2 separate regions of the Arachis hypogaea genome follow, and region 2 is linked to region 1. A link is a contact called in public Hi-C data. All regions are on one chromosome and are shown on one strand. Each heading gives the region's core, a stretch centred on a gene start, on an enhancer-like site or on the middle of the called end of the contact. The rest is flanking DNA. Distances are from core to core; before and after follow the strand shown. Region 1 has its middle 15 kb from the start of LOC112767002. Region 2 holds the start of LOC112762408 (helicase SEN1-like).

The links. Hi-C and Micro-C count contacts between places; a contact is called where the count stands out from the background.
Region 2: a contact with region 1 is called in a Hi-C map of leaf, with 2.4 times the contacts expected there. The contact joins the promoter of LOC112762408 here to the enhancer-like site in region 1. A contact is called at or near these places in 2 of 8 Hi-C or Micro-C datasets (both in leaf).

Annotation. Positions count from the first base shown.
Region 1 is chr17:18,054,244-18,056,841 of arahy.Tifrunner.gnm2.J5K5, forward strand. No RefSeq gene overlaps it. Among protein-coding and RNA genes, the nearest start is that of LOC112767002, 15 kb to the right of the region's middle. Within about 2 kb of position 1,303, at least 2 of the 3 cell types and tissues checked have open chromatin away from gene starts, as enhancers often do.
Region 2 is chr17:18,156,265-18,158,862 of arahy.Tifrunner.gnm2.J5K5, forward strand. It overlaps LOC112762408 (helicase SEN1-like), which reads right to left and starts at 1,310. Exons shown (of 8, transcript XM_025808244.3): 1 at 1,115-1,310; 2 at 850-980; 3 at 154-747. The coding sequence starts at 954.

The DNA.
Region 1 (2,598 bases), core at 53-2,552:
TGGAGCTTGTTACCGTCAGATTTGCCTCCCAATAAATTTGACAGTAAACTTAAATTTTAATTTAAAAAAATTAAAAAATTCAATATATAATTTTAAATATTTAAATTTAATCAATTTTAAAGTAACAAAATTCAAAGTTTTACAATTTCTTATAATAATTTGTCTATAATTTTTAATTAAAAGTTTACTAACAAGTTTAAATATCAAAATTTATTATTAAAAAAATCTAATTAAACAGAAAAATCATATTTAAAATGCACTAAACTCTCGATTATAAAAATTGAACAAAATGATATAAAACTATAATCAACAACTAGTTATAAATGTACAAAAAGAAAGAAGAATATCAAATGTTATGAAAAATAATACTAATTTATTAGACTCCACTATCAAATTAGACAAATAGACAACGACAAAAAAAATTGCTAACAATTATTCAACATGAAAAATATTACCTTGTCATTATAGGATGGAATGTAGTCCAAACTTAAAATAGGCCACATTCAATCCTAAATGATGATGCAGTAAAAATTAACAAGTATACAAAATATTAGTCGTCAAATCTTTTTTTTTTTTTTTTACCTATTTTTACTGTTCAATATTCAAAAAAATTAAGGCTTACAAAATTGTCAACATATTGAAGAAATAACTGTATATTATTATCAATGATGTATGATTTATCCATAGCGTACATATGATTTATTTGTCTATGCCACATTGGAATTATCTCAAATGTTGAGAACAATTTAACTAGGGTTTATTGTAAATAAAAGGGGTTTGTGATGAGTTACGAACAAACCCACAGTATAAGAGAGGCTTCAACAACTTTCGATGACGTCCCAATGTTAAGTTGGCCAAAATGAAACACGTTAGTTTATATAATAGGCCAACTAAAGATATTCGTTTCATTTTAAAATGTACGGAAAAATGTAAGGTGTTTAACATTTATAATTTTTGAAGAATTATTTAATAGTTTTTAATTCTCAAAATTTAATTTATCCAATATCAAAATTTTCAGAAATTTAATTATCACTTTACCGTTATGTTATTTAACTTATTTTTTTATGGGGACATGTAACATAGTTTATCTATACCATGGTTTAAGATTAACATTATCTTATTTTAATTTCATGTTACACACTAATATATCTTAAAGAAAAAGTATACTAAAACTGAATAGTCGCTTTACCAAAAAACAAAAAATGGAAAATATAGTTGGCCAACTGGTAAGTACACTAGTGGTGATTGCACGTGCAGATTGTAATATTGTATGCATTCATATATGGACCATGCACCTTATATAGATTAGATATATTTGGCACCAACTATTTCGAGTTAGAAAACGTCAACTGCTAACTACTTCACCACCGAAATGGATCATCTTTAGCATATTCTTTCTTTATTTTTCATTTTTTAACAGAAAATCAGAAATTATTTATATTTACTAATTAACAAAGTATATTATTATTATTTTAACGTACTAAATTAAGTTATTTAAGATTTGATAAATTTGCAAATCACATCAACTAAATTCAAACGAAGCTTATACATTCTATGACTCTTCAATATTTTTTTGGGCCGATGTAACTTTTTGTTTAATAATTTAATTTAACGGGCTGATCTGTAAACCCAAGGTGAAAAGAAATGTTCTTTTTTTCTTTTGAATACGAAGAATAAAGCAATTTTATAATTATATTATTTTAACATTTCAGCCCAACCAGATGTGGTTTCGGACATTACCCGAACTTGGTGTTTCTGAATATTAAAAAAAAAAAAACTTGCTTAACTTTTTCATCTACTGATGAAAAAAAAAAGGAAGAAAATATTATTTCTACCAGTTCCAACTTTCAAACGATCTAACTCCAAAAAAACCAAAAAAACCTCCAAACAATCATGTGAGATAATAACGGAAATTATTTTTTAATATAACTAAACGTAATGCTAGAAAGACAAAAAAAAAAAAAATAGTAAGAACTTGTCTTATTTAGCAACAATTAATGAATATTAAATAAGATAAATTTTGACTGTTTTTAACTAATTTTTTTTGTTATTAAATATTTTCGTAACTGAAAATAATAAGAGAAGAAAAAAAAAAAAGATTAGCATTAAGGGAAGGAAATCCATTTATCGGAAAAGGAGTACTTTGAACTTCTTTTATGTCACTACTCAACAGTCGACACTATACAACATTATTTTGATTTGTTGGAACAGGAATTTTGTTTTGTCCAAAGTATCAACTAAACATAGTTGGGTTCTTAATAATAGATTAGTATCAAAACAGAGAGAAAAGAAGAATTAATGTAAGAATTTTGTGATGTATTTTCTTCATCATTTACAGAATGAACATAAGCAATATATATACATATTATCCTATTCTATATTTTGCATAGTTCAACAAAATCAAATGAAATCTTCTAAATTTTCAGAAAATGATTCCTATCCTAACAGAAGGCTGAATCACCAAAACAAACTAATTCTAGAAGAATGTACAGTACATTAGAAGACAAAATAGAGAAATGAAGAAATTAGACATTGTTTAGTTGGGCTTGTTTGTTGTGAGTGGGTTGATCTTGATCTATTTTTGTTTTAATCTGGGCT
Region 2 (2,598 bases), core at 60-2,559, 100 kb after region 1:
TGTAATGTATTTACACCTAGTGACTCATTTGCATAAATTTATATTTACAAAGTAATTTACCATCAAACCAAAGTTAAAAAATGATATACAGTAAACTACATAACCTAAATTCACAACCTCAATATATAGAATATAGTTTTTTTTCCCCCTTACCATCATGTCAGGTCTTAGCACCTTTTCAATAATGCTCATATCTGCATCCTCTAGCTGTGAATTCAATGCCTTCCATATCCTAACATTTGTTAGAATGTTCATAAGATACACAGCATAAAGCTTCTTAACACCACCACTTCTGTCATATTCATTCATAGTGTCCATGTACTTGGAGGACAAAATTGGAATTGCATTGTCATATGCATGTTTTGGCCTAACAACATAACCAATATGGTAGAATTTTTTGGGGCTGTTGTTTAAATCATCTATGCATTTTGGTCTAACAGGAGTAAATGCAATAACATCTCCTAACATAGGCTCATATGATTTTCCAATTTCACCACCTTCTTCCACATCATCTTTATCCACATCATCACTATCACTAGTGTTCACCAATGTTAAGAGATGGAACAAATTCTTAGGAGGTTTGAAGAACTCTTTGTCCATTTCGACAGCCTCGATTTCGCAGAATCGAGCTCTAGAGACTCCTTTCAATCCTGAACACATGTCACTGCGTGTCTCTTCAATCAATGAAGGAATGAATGAGTTCATGTATTCTTTCACAGAATTGAATGTCTCTGGAATCTTAACAACCTGTTAAAAACACTGTTTCTTAAATTCATTTCTTAGCTTCACCAACATGGAAACAAAAACAAAATATTTATAAAAAAAGAAGAGAGAAAAGACTAAAATAACCTTGTGCTTGTAAAGATTATCATTCAGAACATCTCTTAGAGTCCAAGAAAAGACAATATCCAACAAACTGGATTCATCATCATGATCCTCCCTAGTATTTGACATCCTTTGCTAATTGATGAAGATCAAATCTGAATGAATTTCAAATAATAGCAAGAAACCATTAATATTCTCTGATAGATATAGTGAAACTATTCATCACTTGTATATGTTAATGTTAATGTTAAATATACACTTTATGGAAGTGAGAATGAAGAATACTTACTAAAATGAATCTGGCTGCCGTTGATGAATGTAAAAGAAAAACTACTTCAAGTGCTTAGTTGAAAATTAAACGTTCTTAGAATAAATATATATATATAGACAGTGAGAGAGAGACTTCATGCAATCAAGGCCAGGAAGAGAAATCAAAGGATCAACTTAAAAGTTAAGTGAAATTAGTAGTAATTAAAACACTACTTGGGAAATTAAACGGGGGAATGCTTTATTTATTTACGAGGCCTACCTAATTATTGGACTATTTTCTTGAAAAATGTTAATTACTTAATACTACAAATAGTAAAAATAATATTAAAATCAGCTACAAATATTAAAAAAAATATTTGTATGCTAAAATCAGCTATAAGTTCAGCTGTTATGTATTTATGTATATTTTATATTTTAATTTAAATTTTATACTAAGAAGGATGTTAGATGATCAGTGAATTTATTATTTTTGACAGTAATAAGTTAATAATATTTAAAAATATATTATTGAATTGTTAGACTAAAAATATTACACTGATAACTAAAAGTACTAACAAAAAATAATAAATTCTACTTGTATTTGAGTTTTTTTTTTCTTATATTAGCAGTTATTTTTTGTAATTGATTTTTGTGTATACCTAATTCGGTTTATTATTACAATTGTTTTCATTTATAATTTATAATAATAGTTTAATTTATAATTTATAATTATTTTTTTAAATTAGAAATGGAACTCAAATATGAGACCTCTAGATAAAGATAATAAGACTATGCTATTTAAGTTATAGCTGATTGGTTTTATAATTATTATTTTTGTTATAGTTTAATTTATAATTTGTATTTTATATTATTATTAATTTATTTTTATTGTTGTTGCTTTATAATATAATCGTGAACATTATTCTTCTCTCCGTGTTTATTTTTATTTTTATAATATATATTCCTCAAGACAAAATAACAAAACATGAAGCTAAAAAAATCTAATACAAAATCGTCCGTTTATTATATATATATATATATATATATATATATATATATATATATATATTTTATTGGTTATCAGTGGCTAAGAGAAGGGGGTTGAATCTTAGCCCATTTTTATTTTTGCTTGATAATACTTGTTGGCTTTTGAAACCATTTCTGGAAACTTTCTGTCTTTTTATCTCGTAACTAGCCACGAGACTTTTTCTTTTGTCTCGTCCCTAGCCACGAGACTTTTCTTTTTGTCTTGTCAGTCAGCACGAGATATTTTCAGTTTTATCTCCTGGTAGCAGAAGCAGAAATGGAGTAGAAGAAAGAGAGAATTACACCAAGATATATCTTGGTTCAGCTGCTAAGTGTAAGGCAGCCTACATCCAGTCTCCATCACAATAATGATGGAATTTCACTATAATCATTTTTAATTACAAACTGTAAAGTGCTAACCCAACTTACAAGGGAATTCCCACAGAATCATGAAACACAACACATATGTACAAAGGAACTCTAAGGATATCTATGGCT